Linked DNA regions of Mus musculus: all the other regions are linked to region 3. Evidence: chromatin contacts called from public HiChIP or PLAC-seq data. All regions are on one chromosome and are shown on one strand. Each heading gives the region's core, a stretch centred on a gene start, on an enhancer-like site or on the middle of the called end of the contact. The rest is flanking DNA. Distances are from core to core; before and after follow the strand shown.

Region 1 (2,700 bases), core at 10-2,509, 320 kb before region 3:
GTGCTACCCTTGGTGTGGGCTCGAGGTGGGGGCTGGTCCGGGGTGGAGCTCGCCCAGCTAGGACAGCTGGGCTCAGTAGGGGTGGAGGCCATCTCACTTTGGAGCTGCCCACTGGTTGGCTGGGGCTGGCTGCCACCCCCTGTCTGAGTGCCAGGCTGGAGCCCTCCACTGCTCTGAGGGGTGCCTCGCAGTTTACCTTTAGAAGTGTTGGGCTTTACCCTGTCCTCAGGACTCAAGACCAGCTCTGCGGCTGGGATCCCCATCCCTCCTGGTTTTCGGGGTGGTGCTGGTGGCTTCAGTGCTTTTTTGGTGGGCTCTGCTGCTCTGTGATGGGAGGTACTTGAGTAGGCTCCTGGTTTGGTGGCATTGCCCTTCTGGGAGGGACCCTCTATTCTCCCCTCAGGTGCCATGTGGTGTGTGGTCACTAGCCTCTCCTGGAGCTGAGAGGGGTGCCCTGGGGAACACCCAGGGGCACACTTGTCTCCGTTGCCTGGACTCTTGTGTTTTCCTGGGAACAGGTGAAGGGCCCTCTTTTCCCCTACCAGAGCCTGCCATTTACATGGCTCAAGGCTTCCCAAGGAAGCCTCGTGTTCTGGTTTCTCCAGGGTTCTGTTCAGCTTGCAGCAGCCGCCTGTACCTTCAGCTGAGGCAGCTGAGAAAGGAGACAGAGACGGAGGTGGAAGATCCTGGCCACTCAGTGGTAGGTTGTTCCCCCTGGGTGAGTGGTCTGCCTGGTCCACAGGGTTCTCTTGAGAACTGGGCTGGTCCAGGATGAGGCTAGGCGCTAGGGGCAGTGCAGGAAGGGACACCTCACTTGGTGTAGGGCTGGTTGTGGAGGGGATTCTGTCAGTGCTGAGCTCAGGGGGACTGAAGGGCGCCATCAGCCTGTTCTGCTTGCTGGGTAGCACATCCTGGGAGACACGGGTCTTCCTCCTAGGAACCCCTGGCCGCTTAACACTCCGGAGTGTGAAGGGCTGCAGGTCGCAACTCAGGTGCTTGCCCATGTGCCTGTCGAATTGCTCCTTCTTTGCAAAGGTGTAGTTGCAGGAGCTGCAGACAAAGGACCTCCTGATGACGTGCATGACATTGGCGCAGAGCTCACAGGCATAGAGAGGCACGTGTGGGAGCTCCTTCTCCTCTGTCACCCCGTGGGTCAGGCCCAGGTGTACCTTCAGCTCCCAGGGCTCAGGGTAGACCTGCGGGCACCGGGGACACAGGTAGACGCGCTGTGGGCTGTGCACCGCCAGGTGGCGCTGCAGCTTGAAGGGCTTGGGGAACTGCTTCCCACAGTGGTGGCAGTCACGGGAGGGGTCCTTGCAGTCCTCGTGCACTGGTACAGCTTGGAGCGGGGACTCGCCGTGGGACCAAGGGTCTGGGGACGGGGCGGGGGGCGTCTTGGCAGAGTCAGAGCAGGTGGCAGAACTGCTGGTCAGAACGGATAGGCTGCCTCCTTCGGCGCCATCTTGGCTGGGGGTGACCGAGGCACGTGCCTTGCGCTTCATCCTTCTTGGGGTTTTCTTTCCAGCGTCTCCTTCCTGCTCTGATGGCTCCCTACTGTCTTTGCCGATCGAGCGCTTGGTCCTCTGGGGTTTGGATGCTCGCTCCACAATGGTGTTCAGGAAGTGCGTGAGGGCGCTTTCCCCTTCCAAGCACCCGGGCAGGTCTCCTAAGGCTCGCCGCGCCTGGCCATTTCGGGCAAAGCGGGCTGCGTGCTCCCGAAGGTGCTGGTTGTACATCCAGACATCAGCCACCTCCTTCAGGCACATGCCACAGGCCCACGGCCCTGCTTTGCCCTGCACGTGCTTCTCCCACAAGTGCTCCCGTAGAAGCTCCCGGGAACTGAATCTGCGCTCCACGCACAGGTAGCAAGTTGGGGGCGGCGAGGGGCTGTGCGACAGCTTATGGAGATCCAGCTCGCCCAGGCTATGGAACCGCTGGAAGCACACCCTGCACTTGTAGGAGGCCCTCTTGCCCTTCACCCGCAGGTCTCTGCCTTTGGCTCGTCTGGCCCGGGCAGTTCCCTCCATTCTTTTGTCTGGAGGGCCTTGTGAATTTGCTGTGACCTGGAAGTCTAGGGCGCCTGGGTTAGAGAGTTCAACAAGGTCACTACAGGGTCTCAGAAAGCACAGGTCTTGTATCTCCAGCTGGGTGCTGAGAGCCTCAAAGTCCTTAACGTAAAGTGGGGGCAGGCTGGCATTTCCAGGAGGCCTGTTGTCATGTTCCCTTTCTAGGTTAGGGGGTTCCGGGCTCATGTCTCCAACAGAAGAGGCTGTCTCACAGGCTGGGCTACAGTGTTCCAGGTCCCGCCAGGCTGCTGGGACCATGTGCAGCTGCGGGATGGGCTCTGACCATTCATCTTGGTTCTCCATCAAGCAGGAAGGCTTCTCCTCCACGCAGCTGGTTTGCCTGTCGGATTCCAGGGCCCACAGGCTGAGGCTGGGGGTCCATGGGTCAAGGCCAGGTGTCTTATTGCTTAGAAGGCCATCGAGGAGGAGGGACTCGGGCAAACTCATGACTTCATCATCCCACACATCCTCTTCCTCTCGGGACAGGCAGAGAGAGCCCGAGTCACTGAGATCGGTAGGCAGGCGCGTGGAGCCGAGTGAGACACTGTTTATCACCTCAGCGATGGGCTCCTTCGGTGATGGGCACTTTGGCCTTTGGCAGCGCTTCCCATAGACTCGTAGGTTCTTCTGAGTG
Region 2 (2,978 bases), core at 380-2,879, 380 kb before region 3:
AGCACATGGCTGACGGCTTGCCAACATCCAATCTGGTGTTGGGGCGTGTTCCTTTCTAGTGCAGGCTGCCTTCAGTGGTCCCCGGAAGCTCTTCTTGCTCAGTCTCCCCCTAAGCCCACGTAGAGAAGCAGAGCTCTCAGTGGCTGTGGAGGGCCCAGGGTGGCCCCTCTAGCCCTTGTGTTCAGTGGCTGTGGAGGGCCCAGGGTGGTCCCTCTAGCTCTTGTGTTCAGTGGCTGTGGAGGGCCCAGGGTGGCCCCTCTAGCCCTTGTGTTCAGTGGCTGTGGAGGGCCCAGGGTGGCCCCTCTAGCCCTTGTGTTCAGTGGCTGTGGAGGGCCCAGGGTGGCCCCTCTAGCCCTTGTGTTCAGTGGCTGTGGAGGGCCCAGGGTGGCCCCTCTAGCCCTTGTGTTCAGTGGCTGTGGAGGGCCCAGGGTGGTCCCTCTAGCTCTTGTGTTCAGTGGCTGTGGAGGGCCCAGGGTGGTCCCTCTAGCTCTTGTGTTCAGGGGCTGGCTGTAGAGGGCCCAGGGTGGTCCCTCTAGCTCTTGTGTCAGTGGTTATGATTCGCATGGGATTGCAGCTCCAAAGGTTGTCCATCATCCTCTCAGATGGGGTTCAGGGTGCTCTCTCAGGCAGTTTGATTGTTACCCAGATAAGCTGGTGTCCCTTTAAGAGCTGGACCAGTCAGAACCAAGTGACCCTGCCTTCTGAAAGACCTTAGCGGGGAGGGAGGCAGGCATGAGATACAGACCCTTCCTGTAGATCTCTGAGTTGGCGGCTTCTTCAGTTAGGACCTGGGGCAGCATCCTTAGCCAGCAGCTCTCATCCACCATCAGGGTCACAGCTGGGCCCTAGAGAAGAGTGGAGATGGGAAAGGCTCAGTCTATATAGGATGCCGAGTGGGGGGCTTTGCTCTGTTGTGTAGTGGTGGTCAGCAGCCTGGTAGCTCATAGCAGTAGGACTTGTGTAGTTCAAACACTATGATAACTGGAGGCATGGCAGGGAGCTGTGCATTCCCAGGCTATGCATTGGTCTCTGTTGGGAACAAAGGTCTAGAGCTGTCAAGCACTGAATCTATAGAGCCTGCTGATGTGTGTTCTCTTTCTGTGACAGCAGAGCTGCTGGCACCAAGGGTATGGCCCATACCACGCAACTGCTAGATTCCTGCAAGGAACTGAGAAAGGGAGGGAGGGAGGGAGAGAGGGAGAGAGGGAGGGAGAGAGGGAGAGAGGGAGAGAGGGAGAGCACGAGCCCATGTCTCTGTACAGTAGAGCTTTCCTTTCTGGTGCAGGGTGGAACTTTTGGCCCTGTCCGTTCATTGAGAGCACTGTCCTTCTCCTGAGATTGGCTGCCCCAACCCAAGACAGCTGTGTTGCCAGGGAGCGAGGGGTAGTGGGTAGCTGAGGCTCTGTGCCCTCTTCCCCATCATATGGGCCAGGGAACTGAGACAGAATAAAGGGGAGGGGGTTGGGGTTAGAAGTTCCAGCCTAGGGCTGTGCCACACACTTCCTCTGCAGCTCCATCTGAACCTGGAAGGGAAGAGCTCTGGGCTCAGCCCCCCAGGGCCACCAAAGCTGCTTGCTTCCTGCCCCCTGCACCCTGGCTCTCAGCCCAGCAGCAGAGGAAGTAAGTGTACGTGGCCATGTCTCTGTGCAGCCCAGGCTGGAAGGCTGGGCTGGGATTTGGTCTCCGGTGGAGGATGAGACACAGCCAGTGGAAGGCAGGGACAGCAGAGGCCCAGTCCTGTCTATCCTTGGAGGGTGGGGTGGGTGACTGCTGCCACTTGGGCACCTCCCTGTTCGCTGAGCTTACTTAGCCCCTGGACTAAGCCACTCGGGCACTATGTGTAAAGGCAGAGCAGGCCTGTGTATCATCCTGTCGGCCATTCGCTGTTTGATTCAAATAAATGCCTTTCACTCAGAAACCTGCACCCCAGGAACTCTTAACCCAAAGCTTAGAGCCCCTGCTCACTCCCGGCTCCTAAGAACCGCTGCGGTGGTCATGGCAATGAGCTCACTGGGTAAGGAAGATGACCAACAGGCTGGAACAGGAGGAGAAACAGGCTGCTGACTGTAAGGGGAACTGCCAGGACAGTGCTTGGCACTCCTGGGTCCCCTTGTGTGTGATGCCCACATAGGCTCTGGGGCCAAACGTCAGGGTTCAGGTCTGACCTTTCTCCTGTGACCCCTGTGGACCAACTCTTTACAGATCGCATTCACATGGCATATACAGAGCCAACAAGATAAGGCCTACTAGCTGGGAACTCCCAGTGACCCATGAGGTCATGACAGCCCAGCCCGGTGGCTTCCACGTCACCTGCCTGCTGCCACGTGGCTTGCCATGGAGCAGGGAGTGGAGATAAGCTGGTTCTGAAGGGGAGCCCTGGAGTCCTAGCAGGTAACACCTGCACCTCTGGCTTCAGTTTCCTGTATGCCAGCACGGTGAGGCCCACATGACAAAGTTGCTGTCAGGATAGGGGAAGGAATCCCCTTCCTTGTCCTGCCACCATCTCAGGGCGGTGGGAGAGCTGGGGGCTAGGGAGGCTGTGCCCTTCTCTGTGGGCCTTTCTGCCCTGGGCACAGATGAATGTGAGGATACAGGAAGCCCTAGAGCTGTGTATACTGGCCACGGCTGCTTACTTATGCTCTGCTTGAAGGATAACATGAACAGTAAGGCATCTCTGGACCTAGGTATTGCCTTGCACCCTGGACCTTGCTGGCAGTTGCCACACGTCCACTGAGGGAGTGCATTCTACCCAAGAGCCTGCTTCAGATCGGCTGGCTTCCGTCAGGAGGTGGCTCCCAGGGATGCAGGGGGTAGGTGAGCTTTCAAGGTCACAGTTGGATAGCACAGAGTAAGCAGCAGACGGGTGTGGGCAGCCACACAGGGGGCCTCTGACTCTCACAGGCTAGCTGTTCCTGGCCCCAGCAGATGGCTGTCAGTGAGGTGGCTGGGTCTGGCCCTCCCTGCCTCAGCCTTCCACT
Region 3 (2,814 bases), core at 93-2,592:
TTGCCTCAAACTGGCAAAGATCCACCTGCCTCTGTCTCCTAAGTGCTTGGAATTAAAAGTCCTGCGCCACTGGGGTGAAAGATAAACTGAAGTTCTTTCCTGGAATGAAAATCAAAAAGGAATAGAAAGATAAAGAAACTCAAGTAGTGTGCCCAAATGGGGCGGGGGTGGGGGGGAGGGCGACAAACTCTCTAACGACTTTAAGAAAGGCTCTTGGGACAATCTCCCAGCGCTCGAGGACACGCCTACCGAGCATACCTGCGAAGGGCAGACCTGTTCCAATGCCAAGAAGACCTTAGGCCGGTCCAGGGAGGAAACAGTTACCAGAAAGGAAGTCCTTGGCAGAGGCTCCCTGGGGACTCAAGAAGAAAGCTGACTGAAACACTGCGTCCTGAGCTGACCAGGCGTGCAGCGAAAGAAAGACCTCGGGACCTACCTGCACCCGCCTAAAGCGTCCCCAACCCAGATTAGAAGAAAGGCAGAGAGGAGGTAGAGGGAAGCCGGAGGTTCCACACTATCTCCGAGAAGTTACAATGTCACCAGGAGCAGAGAAACAAAGGCCACCACAAGTAACAAGGAAAAAAAAGAGCCAGGCTGTGCGGGACGGGGACGTGACGCTAGGTGGGGAAGCGAGCACCAGTCTCGGCCCCGATGTCAACAGAGAGCAGAGCAGAGGCGGGCGGACGCGCCAACCAGGGCGAAGTCACCCGGTTACCGGGGCATAGCGCCAACAACGGCCGGGAGATGGGGCCACCTAGGCGGCGGGGCGGCGCGCGGGGCCCGGGCGCAGCGCGCGAGGCTCAGTCCTGAGAGACTTGGGCGGCCGAGCCAGGGCCACAGCGCCCGCGCGCCGAGCCCGTGACAGGAGCGCCGGGCGCGGGCCCGGGAGGCGCCGAGGCCCCGGAGCCGAACGCACGCGAGCACGGCCGCCGGGCCTCGGCCGCTCGCCCGCTCGCTCGCTCGCTTCCCGGGTCCCGCAGCCCCGGCGGGTGGAGGCGCGGAGGCGACGCGCGGACATCCCGCGGCCCGCCGGCCCCCGCCCAGCCCGGCGTGCGGCCCCGTGGCCGTTGGCGACGGTTGGCGGCGGGGCGGGGCGGGGGCGGCCGGAGATCTCGCTCTCGCTCTCGCTCTCGCCCCGCGGGAAGGGGGAGTGGAGGCGCGACCGGCTGCGGGAGCTGCAATTACCGTGTGGGCTGCGGAATTCTCGTGGTGTTTGTCGGGGAGCTGCGATAATGGCGTCCGTCCTCGCGAGAGAAGCAGCCGCTCTGCGCAGGCGCCGCGAGCGCCTCCCCACGGCCTGCGCCCCGCCCTCAGCGCAGGCTCCCTGGGCTCCCGGCTCAAGGGCGGGGCCGGTCGGGAAGGGGGCGGGGCCTGCTCTGGGCGCCTCTGGCGCGCGCTTTCGCCGACGGACTCCAACGAGCATGCGCAGTTGTCCTCCCCTGCTCCGAGAGTTGACTCGCTGGGCCCTTACTTCCCCATCTCACGTCCATGTTACTTGCTAAAGCAGTAAATCCTCCAGTGTTCAATCTGAGGAATGTACGTCCTCTTTGATGGGTGTGAACACACTAACGCTGCCCTGACGACTACAAATCCCAGTGTGCGCTGTGTGTGGCACGATGCGTCCTGGGACTGGTAGTCTCTGCGGCCATGATTTGCCTGCTGGGATTTGTAGTCCATCCGGATTCTGGCTGCCCCATGCCTTCCCTGCCCTGAGGGCTGCTGGGACTTGTAGTGTCAGCGGCTCAAATGGGCTGTACGCTCCCAAACCCGTCCTACCTACTCTACCTGGCATCGGTCTCAGACGTTCCGGGCTCGTTCAGTGGCATTGTCTGGAAAGTTGCCTGACTTCCTTATGGACAAGCTGGTCGTGGGGACACTGTCACTGTGATAGAGATTATATGTGACATGCTTACGTATCATGCAATAGGAGCTATGCAGCATCGATGTGCATTTGTTGCCAGAAATGCCACTAATGGTTCTCTGCACCTGGTCTGTCGTCAGTGTTCCTTTCCAGGCTGTCCCCTTCTGCATGTTCGCAGTGAGCAATCCTACAAACCGGGATTACAGGAGTTATTTTCACTTAGAAAACTAAACAAAACAAAAACCTGTTTCCTGCCCGTTCCCCTGTGCCGATAATAAAGCCATGACTCAGTGCAGCTACCAGCTGGGCAACCTTGGGACAGCCCTTCTAAACCACTGTGCTCTGTCTGGGGTTTGATCCTGTGCCACTTTACCTCAGGATTGTCTTGAAGATTTCAACCTAGAACTGTGCTGTTAAAATGAGACCTGCTGGGCAGTGGTGGCGCACACCTTTAATCCCAGCACTTGGAAGGTAAAGGCAGCCAGATTTCTGAGTTCGAGCCAGCCCAATCTACAGAGTGAGTTCCAGGACAGCCAGAGTTATACAGAGAAGCCCTGTCTCATTTGGGGAAAAAAAAAAAAAAAAAAAAAAAAGCACTGACTGCTCTTCCAGAGGTCCTGAGTTCAAACCCCAGGAACTACATGATGGCTCACAACCATCTGTAATGGGAACCCAATGCCCTCTTCTGGTGTGTCTGAAGACAGTGACAGTGTACCCACATACATGAAATAAATAAATAAATCTTTAAAATAAAAAGAAAGAAAGCTAAGCCCAGAGGAACTACGAGGAACTTGGCCAGAAACTCTTAGAGAGTTGTACTATCTCCTCCCACCGCCCCTCAATTGGGCCCAGATTTTAAAACTGTAGTTGTGAGAGTTCTGAACATGAATGCCTGACCGCACGGAAAAACAGAGTAATGGTGACGTCATCCCCAGCATGTCACCCTAACATCC

The links. HiChIP or PLAC-seq counts read pairs in DNA pulled down with a chosen protein or histone mark.
Region 1: an H3K4me3 HiChIP or PLAC-seq map of bone marrow-derived macrophages shows a contact between it and region 3, with 8 times the contacts expected there. The contact joins the enhancer-like site here to the promoter of Banp in region 3. A contact is called at or near these places in 8 of 39 promoter capture datasets (the C10 cell line, cranial neural crest, erythroid cells and 4 more), 1 of 15 datasets of contacts at CTCF or cohesin (the NIH/3T3 cell line), 14 of 484 Hi-C or Micro-C datasets (CD4 T cells, the G1E-ER4 cell line, bone marrow-derived macrophages and 8 more), 23 of 115 datasets of contacts at active chromatin or transcription factors (the SCID.adh cell line, SST interneurons, bone marrow-derived macrophages and 13 more) and 4 of 9 other capture datasets (adipose tissue, bone marrow-derived macrophages, macrophages and 1 more).
Region 2: an H3K4me3 HiChIP or PLAC-seq map of bone marrow-derived macrophages shows a contact between it and region 3, with 4 times the contacts expected there. The contact joins the enhancer-like site here to the promoter of Banp in region 3. A contact is called at or near these places in 7 of 39 promoter capture datasets (the 3T3-L1 cell line, cranial neural crest, embryonic stem cells and 4 more), 1 of 15 datasets of contacts at CTCF or cohesin (the NIH/3T3 cell line), 19 of 484 Hi-C or Micro-C datasets (the AML12 cell line, the C2C12 cell line, bone marrow-derived macrophages and 12 more), 24 of 115 datasets of contacts at active chromatin or transcription factors (the HPC-7 cell line, SST interneurons, T-cell acute lymphoblastic leukemia and 16 more) and 4 of 9 other capture datasets (adipose tissue, bone marrow-derived macrophages, embryonic stem cells and 1 more).

What each region holds. Positions count from the first base shown.
Region 1 is chr8:122,268,175-122,270,874 of GRCm38.p6, reverse strand. Zfp469 (zinc finger protein 469) reads right to left here. Exons shown (of 3, transcript NM_001362883.1): 3 at 1-2,700. Among named protein-coding and RNA genes, the nearest start is that of Zfpm1, 13 kb to the left of the region's middle. Within about 2 kb of position 1,259, at least 50 of the 459 cell types and tissues checked have an H3K27ac peak or open chromatin away from gene starts, as enhancers often do. A contact at or near this core is called in SST interneurons, bone marrow-derived macrophages, embryonic stem cells and 4 more, where this site is marked.
Region 2 is chr8:122,329,957-122,332,934 of GRCm38.p6, reverse strand. Zfpm1 (zinc finger protein, multitype 1) reads right to left here. Exons shown (of 10, transcript NM_009569.4): 5 at 746-845. Among named protein-coding and RNA genes, the nearest start is that of Gm46056, 13 kb to the left of the region's middle. RefSeq lists an enhancer at 2,974-2,978. Within about 2 kb of position 1,629, at least 49 of the 459 cell types and tissues checked have an H3K27ac peak or open chromatin away from gene starts, as enhancers often do. A contact at or near this core is called in T-cell acute lymphoblastic leukemia, adipose tissue, bone marrow-derived macrophages and 2 more, where this site is marked.
Region 3 is chr8:121,949,020-121,951,833 of GRCm38.p6, reverse strand. Banp (BTG3 associated nuclear protein) reads right to left here and starts at 1,342. Exons shown (of 14, transcript NM_016812.4): 1 at 1,186-1,342. It overlaps Gm27011 (predicted gene, 27011), which reads left to right and starts at 1,189. Exons shown (of 1, transcript NR_169031.1): 1 at 1,189-2,156.